2 separate regions of the Gossypium arboreum genome follow, and region 1 is linked to region 2. The links are chromatin contacts, called in public Hi-C maps. All regions are on one chromosome and are shown on one strand. Each heading gives the region's core, a stretch centred on a gene start, on an enhancer-like site or on the middle of the called end of the contact. The rest is flanking DNA. Distances are from core to core; before and after follow the strand shown.

Evidence for each region. Hi-C and Micro-C count contacts between places; a contact is called where the count stands out from the background.
Region 1: a Hi-C map of leaf shows a contact between it and region 2, with 4 times the contacts expected there. The contact joins the promoter of LOC108476377 here to the promoter of LOC108474554 in region 2. A contact is called at or near these places in 2 of 5 Hi-C or Micro-C datasets (both in leaf).

Annotation. Positions count from the first base shown.
Region 1 is chr3:117,874,333-117,880,856 of ASM2569848v2, forward strand. LOC108476377 (amino acid transporter AVT6A-like) reads right to left here and starts at 4,749. Exons shown (of 6, transcript XM_017778584.2): 1 at 4,647-4,749; 2 at 3,402-4,166; 3 at 3,154-3,306; 4 at 2,873-3,076; 5 at 2,007-2,472; 6 at 1,311-1,857. The coding sequence starts at 3,825. The coding sequence ends at 1,824. It overlaps LOC108476378, which reads right to left. Exons shown (of 3, transcript XM_017778585.2): 1 at 6,359-6,524; 2 at 6,205-6,291; 3 at 4,759-5,107. The coding sequence ends at 4,961.
Region 2 is chr3:117,485,786-117,492,138 of ASM2569848v2, forward strand. LOC108474554 (growth-regulating factor 1-like) reads right to left here and starts at 1,549. Exons shown (of 4, transcript XM_053026219.1): 1 at 827-1,549; 2 at 1-175. The coding sequence starts at 1,214.

The sequences.
Region 1 (6,524 bases), core at 3,499-5,998, 390 kb after region 2:
GTATAAACATCAGTTCAGTTTTAGTAATTAAAATTAATTTCACACTTATGGAGAAAATATATGCATATTTTAAAAAATGCACTATACTTCAACATCAACATTTGGTTTGCACTATAATTTTCAAAATAGTATAAATATAATTTCTTATTTTTACAAATAATAATTTTTCACAAAAATTATAATATTTTTATAAACCAAAAATATTGTTATAATATCTGAATATGACTTAAAGTGTAAAATCAAACAAATAATATGAAAATCTGTACTTATATAAATAAATATAAAAGTGCCTGGACACCTGTCCATTGTCTTTTCCTTTGCGAACATATTGGTCAATTTCAATTTTAATTCTTCTGCCTATAACAATGATTAATTTTCTTTTTTTTTAATTTCTATATTTTAGAGTTGTTCATGGCCGCTATCGGCCTTAACAAAAATTTAGATCTGATTAATGAGCTCCGCCTAAAATAGTCTTAAATTTTGCTCAAGTTTGATTCGGATTGTCCGTATTAAAATTTTTATTTTATTTTTATATAATTTTTTAAAAAATATAATACATTAAATAGATTAAAAATTAAAATAAATATTTTCTAAAAATTAAAATAAATTAAAAAATTTATACTTAAATAACACTAAAATAGATGCAACTTAACAAGTGAATGTTCCTAAAATAATATTAAAATTAACAATAAATCAAAAGTTATACAATATTCAAATAATAACAACAAAATGTAGCAATATAATAGTAAAATGACAATAAAACAACATAATTTTTTTTTTTACAAATTCAGGCTAGGCTTAAGCCAAAAAATCTTACCCGAGACTTAACTTGTTTTTCAAACGAGACTTATTTTTTTGTCCAAGCCTATTTTTCAGGCCTATATTTTTGCCTAAACCCTCTTACTTTTTAGGCAGATCTTCTAGATGGACCGGGTGGCCCGCCTATGGACAATTTACTATATTTTGCTCAAATTTGAGATTTAATCCATATACTTTAATTTTGACATAATTTGATATCTTAACTTTTATAATGTCATTAACTAATCTAAATTATTTATTCTAATTAGAATGATGATATCAATTTTAAGAACTATTAGCACTATTAGAATTCTTTATTAAATTGATGTCCATTATAATGTTTTTTTTTTATATGGATACCAAACGAATTTTTTTTTTTTAAATTTCGAGATGCTTTGCCAGTAAATTCAACAAAAATTTTTAATAGTGTTAATAAATAGACTTAAATTTTTACTTTGAAAAGTAAAGAATAAATTCGAATAAAAATCCAAATATACGAAAAATACATCTACTTTTAAGCAAATTGTAACTTTAACTTCTCAAAAAATAATAATAATACAGTAACCCATGCAACGGTAAGAATTTAGTTTGATTACATAATGAGAAACACGTTCAATTAAATTTAGATCATGAATAATCAATCAATAAAATTTTCCTATTTGTTACCCACCTAAAGGACCAAGAACTAACAGCTAAATCACCTTGAATTTCATCGAAAAGGTCATATCAAACCTCATGACACGCTGGAAAACTCACTTTATTCCCAGCAAGCTCATATAAAACATATCCCCTATTTGTCAAGTTAGCTTTGAGGGTAAACCGCATGAATAGAACCCAGATCGTCTCCTTGCCCATTAGCTCTGGTTTCCAACAGTGCACTGCACCCGGAACACTGGATATATATAAACGGACACCTCGATAGAATCAGGTTATAACTCCTTTGTCAACTGTTAAAATGCCATAAATGTCACTTGTCACAGCCACCGTGCTTGTTGAGACGGCAAGAAATATCATCATCCATGATATTAGTCTATCTTTCTTTGTTGCAATTCCATGTCCCTGCATAAAGAACCCAGTAGCTAATCTTCAATACTAGTTTTAATGTCTGGTGCACTCTGTTATAAACATATATAGTACTACACCATCTAACAAGGGGTTGCATGAAAGTTCATTTGACACTGAATTCAACAAAACATCTATTACTTTACCTAAGGGTGATGGCAGCTGGAAAGATATAACCAACACAAACTGCGGCGGTGGCACCAGTGAACTGGAAGGCATCCCAGATGCTAGGAATAAAGTTGGCTCCCATAAAGATAAAACCCATAAGAGCTACTGTCATTGAGAAGAACCTCTTTTCGGAAAAGGCAATAGGAATGGCATATGGAAATAAAAGACCATCTACGTTGAGACGAAGGGAGAAAAACACAATTGGGAAAACAAGCATCAAGTGAAGCCCGTAGCTCACTCTGATCAAGTCATCGAGCAACGAGCTATACGGAATTCCAAGATCACCATCAAAATTGGCAAGCACATCATCCAAAATATGATCTCCAAACAGAACTAATCCGAAGAAGCTGGTGGCAATGTAGAGAGAAGAGCAAAACATGAGGGACTTCCTAACAATTAACTTCATCTGTGTAGGGTCTCTCAGTTCATTCGCTATTGGGAGTACTGCACAGGTGTATCCAAGACAAAAGGAAAAAGATAAAAACAAAAGGGTTGATCAATTGTCATATAAACAAGCATATATTAAAATTTTAACAATATTTGCCATGTAAGGAGGAGAGTTGTTGGAACACTTATTTCAGAGAAAACTTTTGTTACAATAGCGCATCATATTTGTAATTCTATGTAATGTTGAACCATAAATGGATTACTTGTTCTTCGCAGAGTTTTAGGTATCAACAGGTACATTAAGCATCTCTTACCGTTAAAGCATTCAATCAACTCAAAGATGCAACTAATTTGGTACAAATTGGAAGATAATCAACTTGAACCAACAACTAAACAAAACCAAATTATGATAATAAATACTTAGAAGTGTAGAAGGAATCAATCTCTGATGACTTACCGTTATGGTGGCATATATAAGCAGTGACTAGAACAGGAACAGTGGTGAAAAGCTTCCAAAACGATGCCTGGTTTTCAAGTTTCGGCATTAAACGAGGCATTTCGATTTTCCCTTCCATCAACTTAACAATGGTAACTCCCGCTGTTATTGCCACAAATACAATCACGAAACCAACTGACAATGCCGATGTGTATCTCAATGAATCTAAAATCACGAAAAACAACAAGCATTCAATAAAAGTATAGCAGCAATTTAGAATTTTTGAGGAGTGAGTTAGTTACCAACGCGTTTGAATGAAATGAAAGGTGCGAAAACGAAGAGCGTGGTGAACATGAGCAAAGCCGAACGCGTTGTCCACCAGTGTTCACCGAACCATTCTTCCATAACTCCCTTGTGGTGGAACCCATCCTCCCATGTCCCCGACAACACATCACCTGCAATCAATTCAAATTCAGAGGTGATCGAAGGGCAATTAGTCGTTCCACGAAGCTTAATTTTTTTTTCTTTTGGGGGAGGGTTTCAAACTTACCTATGATGATCATGTAAACCACAAGCATGCCCAAATTGTTGATGACGATGCAAACCTGAAGGATGTTACGGCCGGTCCCACCGAAAGCGTCAGCGGCAACGCCTGAATACGTGGCCGACTTGGAGGCTCGACTGAACCTAAGTATCTTATCGATGGATGATCCCGTTAGCATAGAGACGAATATGATTGCGAATAGACCCGGGATTAGGCCCAACTGATTGACGGTGGCTGGGAGCGCCATGATACCGGCTCCCACAACTGTGGTCGAGAGGTTGAAAATGGCTCCTGAAGTTGAAGCCCCATCAAAGCCGGCTTCGGGAGTCTCGAGTACTCGGTAGCCCTGCTTTTGTGGGAGGAGAGCCTCTCCTCGGGGACTCCGTCGGTGTTTACTGTCTGAGAAGGAGGGCATAATATTCATTTTCATCACTTTGGTGGTTAAAGCCGTTGAATGAGGCCGTTCAAGAAGAAGAGACTTAGGAAGTTTTTGAAGATGATAGCAAGTCCCGAGTCGGGAAGGTCTTCACGCGGGAAGTGACCCGACGATAAATTGCGAACACGTGTAACTACCGTGAAAGTTTCCAGAAAATAGAAACGCAGCCAGCGAGAGAGGGTCCTTTGGGCTTTGAAGATTTCGTCCGTCACGGCCTTTCTTTTTGGTGTAATTTTATAGATCGAAAGGGAAAGGCTCCAATAACACAACGGTTACGGGAAGTACAAGGAAAGCGAATGGCGACTTGACACCTATAAACCAATGACCTCATCTCCCTACATGAAAAAAAAAAAAAAAAAACCAAGCTTTTGGTTGCTCAAAATGGAAATTTTATTAAACCTTCCTGTTACTTCTTTCTGTTATAGTAAAACTGCATTCTTTTTTTTTTTTTGGTTCAATTATTAAATTACATTTTGTTTTACCAAGAAAACGAGAATTTCATTGGTGTAAATTATGTTTTTTCTGCCATTTGAGAGCCTTTTTTAGCTTTCAGTTTGCAACAGCTAGGCTAACCATTAAAGAGTCCATAAATGGACCATTGTCCTTCGGCCAACCCTAATTTGCTTGTGGGTGGGTTAATAATGCCTAACGTGGTCCCTTTAATTAGTTAATTCAAGTACCAAACCCGGGTGGTACGTTCACCTAGCTTTCAACAACGCTGTGGTTTGAATCTAAAGCACCTGCACTGCACTTTACCATTCCACCCACAAGCAAATTACCATCCATAAAGTAGGGGAAAAAAGGACTGAAATTACCTCGTAAGTTAAAGATGGATCAAGGGTTTCATCATATAACTTGGGTCTCTGACATTTTCTCAAAGTAACTTCATGCAAGGTGCCATAGCATGGTACTGTGCTACTGTCAATATTTAACTAATATCAGAGGGTTAACCATACTAAAACAGTTAAATCCAACACAAGGTATTTCAGGCTGCATTCCATGCATGTATGCCAGATATATGACCAAGGCACAACATCACATTGATAAAGTGTTAGTATCAAGTAAACAAGATTAATACTTGGCCATGTTAGAACTCACAAAAGTTTCCATCATCTTGCACATAGATAATTCAATGTTTTCTCTTTCTTTTGTTGCTTCCCTTGATCTTCTTGTCCGGAGCTGTCTGTGAAGACTGCAACTTTACGCCTACAGCTGAACTCCACAAAGCCCTTTCTACATCTGAAGGTCTGAAGAAGTCACCCATTGAACTTAGTTCCTGTAATAAGAAACATAGATCATCCTTTTCGGAAAGGTATTTCCTGGATCAGGCACATAGATGAATGATTAATTGATCCTTCCCCATAACAACATGCATTACATTATGAGAAAATATTTTTGTTAGCCTATGAATAAAGCCAACAAAGGTACGTAGAAGGGGCACAGACTGAGGACGAAGTGAAAAGCTTATCACTTGTCAACATCAAGAATTCACATCTTTCCTTAATCAATTTTATCACTGGTAGGCTATTAATTTTAGGTCATAAGCAGTATAGCCAAAACTTCAGTGGCTTCTACACTGATTGAATAAGTTCTTCAAACAGACATACAATGGGCAAAGGTTCCAGTGGATATTAACAATTAGAGAATACTAGAGTTGCCTTGTTGTTCCTTAAGGAATATGATAGCGTTGCCCGGTCAAAACGCAATTAGCCAAGAATCAGAAACAAGGAAAACTAGAGACGGATTAAGGATCACCTATCAACAACATAAAACATTCAATAGAAACAAAACAATAAGACTGGCATCAGAAAGCTACAAATTCAGTGAGACAACAATGAAGCTTCAGAACAATATAAAGCGACCCTTGACCAGCTATCAACTCTGAAAACAATGAGTTCAGGAAAAGAAAGAAAGAACACTTGTGGTCCTGACTCCCGAAACTATGTTATTGTCAAGTAATTTCCCCTGCAAACACCATTTTGGGGAACCATGCAAAGTGTGTGCTCAATCAAAATAAGCAAAAGGAAAATGGAAACGAACTTCAGAACATGAAAATGAAAGAGATTTAGTCAATGGAAACTAAGTTCCACCTAAAATGTACAAAATTGAACTTCCAACAGGCTCCACAAGAAAAAAGATCAACATCTTAAATAGTAAAAGTTAACTAGTTCAAAGCCTAATCGATACCATCTGCAAAAAGCTAAGTATTTTTTAAATATTTCTTATTAAACTGCCATTATACTAACTTGAAAGTTACTAGCATATTTTAATTGCACAACATTGATCATCATCATCAAGACTAAATACAGGTAAGGATCATGCCAAAAGAACAACAATAATAACTCTAATAGGATAGAAAGGAATCTCACCAACCTTAGATTTGCTTTTTAGTTTTTCCACAAATAACAAGTATTGTTTTAACGAATAATCTTTGGAGCTTCCAACCGCAGCCAACATAGCCTTGAATATAAATTAAAAGTCATATCAAATAAAAAACCAATAAAGGAAAGATTGGAGAGGCAGTTACCTCGTCGGACATAAACGGCGCCGTTTCAGGAGCGTAGGCGGCGAGAACAGCGGAGGCAGTAGCGGCGCCGACTCCTTTCAAAACCGTAAGCTCGGAGATGGCTTTGGAGATGTCGGGAAGGGAGAGGAAAGCCTTTTGAGAAACGGATTGGACGGAAGAGTCGTCC
Region 2 (6,353 bases), core at 299-2,798:
GAGAAACCAGCAGAATCAAGGGCTTTTCTTATAGGAATGAGAAGAGTTGATGGTATTGGCACATTTGCAGTCATGTATTTATAGATCAAAGCCTGATGTTCTAGCTCCATCCATTGAGATGAAGTGAATGGTCCACCATTCATATTTGCACCATTAAATCCTCCAGTATTGTAGCCTGAAACAAAAAGACTGCACCATCAAAAAAAGACGGAACAAAAAGAAAACATATGAAGACAGAAAAGCCAAAAACTTTCAAGGCTATCAAAGCAGCATAGTGGAAATGAAAAAGTTTTTAGATTTTCCTCTTAAGAGAAAAAAGGGAAAAAGGGACTGTTTAGAAAGTGGTGAAGGCAAGTTAATCCAGAAATCATAAACTTGTCTGCAACATTTGAGTGATGGATTTGTGGCCTTTGAAACAACAAGCAAACATTACATAAAAGGAAGATGGGGGAAAAGGTAAAGATAACAAAAAGGAAACATAAGAATAACCCCAAAACAATCAAAAGATGGACCATTTGATTCTCTCACTCTCCACTATTATTCTTTCCTTCTTGCACAAATGTTCTTCTTTCCTTCCCTTGCTCATTGTTTGGATTATTACCAAAAATATTTTTCACCCCTAAATCAGGAAGATGATTGACAAGACTCTAAAACACAACACCACTCTTAGATTTCCATGAAAAGAACCTTCACCAGAAACTCAAATCAGAAAACCAAAAACAAAACATGTCTGATCCTTGGTTGCAACTCACAAGCATGCTGTATTTCATTTCCACAAATGTTGTTGAATAGATCATTAACAATCCCCCCCAATATATATATATACCTGTATTTCTAGTACATGCTGGTGATGTGAGATGAAAGTAAGGGAATATGACATTTTGGGAACTCCTCCCCATTGAAAGAGCTTCTAATTTGGGAGCAGAAAAGCTCAGCATTTGCTGCTGTTGTTGTCCATCAAAGAAGATAGAGGTATTAGATCGAAATAAAGTATTTCTGTGTTGGGACAGCACTGCCTTGGAGGCTGAAATATCATCAAATTTGGCCAGCTTTGAACTCCTCCAGTCATCTTCATTACTGCCAGATCTCTTTTGCTTGAGAAACGCAGATCCATACAACTTCTGCTTTGTCTCAGATTCTGAAGCAACCAAAGTAAAACCAGTACTAGTCTCTGAACCCACAATACCCTCCAAACCCACCACCCCAAAATCCATATAGAAACCCCCCCCCCCCAAACCCCCCTACTTACAAAAGCACTAGACTCGAGAAATGAACCATTGGGTTATTGCAAGAACTAAAAACAAAAGCTTCATGGTTTAAGCTTCGTCTCAAGAATCAAACCAGACTAGTCTTTTTCAAAAGATTTGATGTTTAGAGAGAAAAATAAATAAATAGAAACAGTGAGAGCTTGTCTTAAATACCACACTCTCTGTATATATACATACAAAAATGGATATATAGTATATAGAGATTAGGAATATATAGGAGCTGCTGCTGCCATTGTTTAAGTAACGAAAAGTTTTATCCAATATTTAAGACTTGAGTTGATACAACATAGATCACTCTAACACGTTAAGAAAGCCCTTTCACATAATAATTTTCTTCTGTTGGGAGTATTAGAATTACAGAAAACTCCTTCGAGAGTTGGATAATTTACTCTAAACAAAATGTTCTTTGTCAGATACATGGAGGATTTATTTGTCTTTAACGTGCAAACTTCAGCACTTTTTAACTTTTCTCGGTTCACCTTTTAAGAAATCTTTTTGGGTTTTGAGTTTTATATGTAGAATGGAAATAAAAATTTGGGGTTACCAAAAATAATAATATAAAATTAGGTTGAATATTACTAATTTATTGAATATTTCAATATATTATATATTAGGAATCAATTTCAAACTTAAACAATTCTTTCCTTTTATCTATCTTGATAAAAGAAAAGGGAAAACATAATTTATGCATTTAAATACCATATTAATTATGTATAATATATTTGACTATAAACTTCTAAATATTTAATTACGATTTTGTTTCTTTTATCAATTATTTAAATATGTTTTATTTATTTGCATTTTTATTCTTTGTATATTTAATTATATTATTTTTAATATTTTATTCTTATGAGTATTATAGTAATTTGTTATAAATATAAGTTTAATAATTATTGTTCGACATTATTTTAATTCTATTCTTCTAAGAAAATTAGAAATCCTATCCGAAAATCACATATTTAAAACAATTGTGTATCTAAAATAACATACAATGAATAAAGAAATGTATGGTTTGAAATTAATTAATTGTAATAATATATGAAAAATGTACAAGGTTAAAATAAAAAAGATTAAATTGTAAGTAAAATAAAATTTAAACACATAAATATATCAAATAAATAATACTAGTTGCACTACAATTATTTATAATGATTTTGTCAACAATTATGAGTTAATATCAAGTTGACTTGTGACACCAACTAAATTAACAATATTATCGATATATACAACTAATGGAGATTATGTTAAATATATATATATACATATAATATATACATTAAAATGAAGCTTTGATTGAATAGTAAATTTAAGATTTATTAATTCAATTGTCGAAGGTTTAAATAATATTTTAATTAGTTTTTGTTAAAATGAAATGAAAACACAAAATGCCTTCAAATAGTATAACCTATTTTGATTATGAAAAGACATTTATGTAATTTTCTAATTGAATTAATGACTTGATTAGAAGTGACACAAACTCAGTAAAATATTTAATAAATAGTATAGATATTATTATAATATTATCTATTAATTAATTATTTATATTTAATGTGACTATTTTCATAATTTAAATTTAAACACTATTTATATTATTTTAATATTATTATTATATCAATTGAATCTTAATTCAATTGTAATAATATTATTAACAATGAAAGGAGATGTACCGACCTATTAGTATTTTTAAATATTCTTGTCTTGCAACAAAACAAAACTTAATTTGTTGCCTTGCCTTGAAAAGTCTGCTAGCTAACGGTTTCTTTTTATTAATAATATATTTTTATTCTTATCTCAAAGTTAAGCTTAAAAGAAGACCAAGAGAAGTGGTGAGCTCCATGAAGTCATGTGACAAGGATGCATTGCCACGTGACAGACACCAAAAAGGAAAATCTACTCTTTCCAAGGCCCTCTTTAATTTTATAACAATCTCTCTCATGGAAATGCTTGAAATCAAACACCAATCCATAGATTTTCTATTTTTAGATGGTAATTATTTGAATTCTTTTTTTTAAATTTAAATTTCTATTATCTTCTAAATATTTCAAAAAAAATTACTTAATCATTTCACATATTTAACATATTCAAATACTAAATCAATCTATTCAAATAATTTGTCTTTTGAATTTGAATTAAAAAATTAATATCTATATGTTGATTTAAGTATAAATAAGTTATTCTTTTAAAAATTATTATATTTAAAATAAGATAAAAATAAAATTAATGTATTAAAATGTATTATTTCAATAACATTATAAATTGATAAAACAGCATGTTTTCAAATATAAGCTTATAAATAAATAATTTACTCTTATTAAAAAGAAATAAAAATAATATAAAATTATAATTTCATACAAATCTTTCTTATCAAATAAATAATTTACTCTTTTCATAAACTCAATACTAAATAACATTCATCAAGGCATCTTCCTAAGTCTTATTCTTCCTAGGACAACTTCAAATTCATTGTCTTCAATAATTATTGAGACAAACTTTTGCTGCTTCATTCAATTTTATTCATACTTCATAAGTAGATGTAGTTGCAAATGTAATTATAGTAGATCTGGTTGAAAAACATACTCGAAATTATGATTTTTTTTTTAAAAAAATAAGTTTTTATGGCCTTAAAAATATCTAATCATCGATAATTTTCTCAACATTAAACTTTTCGTACCAAATTCCTATAATTTTTTCTTTGAATATATATAACGTTTCATGGTTTAAAATTTGCTCGGGATATTGTTAGCAGCTTTTGTGAAATGTGCAATTCCCCCATCTCTTCTTTTTCTTGATATTTTATTATAAAAGAAATTTTTAAATAAGTTTTGTAATGATACTAACTATTATTAATTCATTAACTCATTAGTCTGTCGAGTCTTGACTCGTATTTTGTATGGGTTCGCATATGCATAGTGCTTGCACATGGACGAGCACTAAATGAGGATGCGTAATATGGGTTTGCCTTCAGTGATGGAGGCAAAGAAAAAAATCTGGGGAGCCCGGAATTAAATTATATATTTTTACAATCGTAAAAATACAATTTTACCATTTTAATAGACTATATCTTTATAATTTTTAAATAATTAAATTAAATTTTTATTATTTGGGGGGCCAAAGTGTATTTTTACCATTACTAATTTAAAATTTTATAAATTATAAATGGCTTAAATAGAAAATTTTCTATTTTAAAGGAGGCTGGGGCTCCTGCTTGCCCCCTTTAGCTCCACTACTACTTCACATGGTGTGAACCCACTTTAAGTATACACGTATTAACACTAAGGTAAGGTACGTGTCATCATGCATGAAAACCTACCTAAAATGTCACATCTATGAACAATGTTCATATTATATGAATATACAGAGTTAACCCATTTGAAGAGACACACAGAGAAACACTCAACAATTTGGTGCAACAATTGTTATGATACTAACTATTATCAACCTACTGACCCACTAGTCCTTCGGGTCCTGATCTGCACTCTGTATGGGTTCGTACATAGGCGAGCACAAGATGAGGACGCACAATATGGGTTTGCCTACACATGGTGCGAACCTACTTTAAGTATACACATGTTAACCCTAAGGTAGAATACGTGTCATCATGCATGGAAACCTACCTAGTATGCAACATCTATGAACAATGATCGTATCATAGAAATACACAGAGTTAACCCATTTGAAGGGGCACGCGGAAAAACACTCAATAAGTTTAAAAGATTTAGTAGTTTAATTACATAAATTTATGAAAATATAAAATAATAATATCCAAATATGTTATTGTATATTTATACCAATTTTTAAGGAAATTATTTGGTAATTTGTGAGTAGAGTTTTAAACTCTACAAATAGAGTCAAGAGATTGACAAGTGTCCTATAATAATATAATAAAATAATAAAATATAAATATTTTATAAAAAACACACAACAAATTTTAAAATTACTTGTAGAATAAAAATATTTATACTACTAGTGTACCAAATACTAATTTTTTATCTCGAGTTAATTTGATTCAGATACAATTTTTTTTATTGTGTCGGATGCATAACACAATTCAGATCTTTCTTTTTCTAATGAAATAAAGTTTTACGAAGATAAATAAAGAATTAATCATTCAAATGAAAAAGAAAATAGAAAGAAGTAAAAAAAATGGTGAAGGCAAATATTACGCAAGAAGGACGGGGAAGAATCTAAGAGAAAAAAGATATAACAAAAGTTGGTAAAAAGATTGATATAACATAAAAGTAGATGGTAATGATGGTTCACATTCAGTGGGGTGGATATTATAACAGCATGTTTGGTTGGATGGAATTGCTATTCTATTCCGTCACTATTCCGCGCGCTACAGTAAAGCAGTAGTTTGTTTCACAATTTAAGTGATTCCACAGAATGGCTATTGCACCCTTATTCCCTCAGCTACTGTAATAGCCATTCAGGGGTTGGAGGTCTGAATTGCTATTCAACGCCAGAACTGTAATAACATTTTCACATTTTTAGACCAAAATAGCCTGCCTCTCTTTTTCCCAAAATTCTCTCTAGATTTCTTCTTCAACATTTATCCCCAAATCAAGTCAAACATCCATTCGCCCTTCATCTTCATCTCTCCAAATACAGTAAAGGGCACATTTTCTTTTTTTATCTGATTAACTTCTATTTTCCTTGTTCTCTTCTACATTCAGCGAAGGGGTGCTCCAAGGTTAGATCCTTTTCCTTTCTTTGGCTTTTTATGTCCATTCAATTTCTAGAGTTTTAAATGCTTGGATCTCTCTTTCTTTTACCTTTTGTTTTTCGGTACATAGCAATATTTTTTTAGAAACAGATTGGTTAAATACTTTCTTTAGATTAATAGTAATAGTGCCTTTTGTGTTTAGGTAGAGAAAATGTGCACACATAGCTTGTGATCCAAATGGAAACATTGAAACGAATATAAGCAAAGATACCCAAAAAAAGATAGAATGAGAATGAATTTAAAAAAAAAATTAAAGTTGATGCAATCATATATAAACTGGAAGAAAGGATGGTTTAATGAATTTGGTCATAAGCATGGTTTAGATGCTTTTTGTTGAAAAATGATTTTTAGTATCTGGAAAA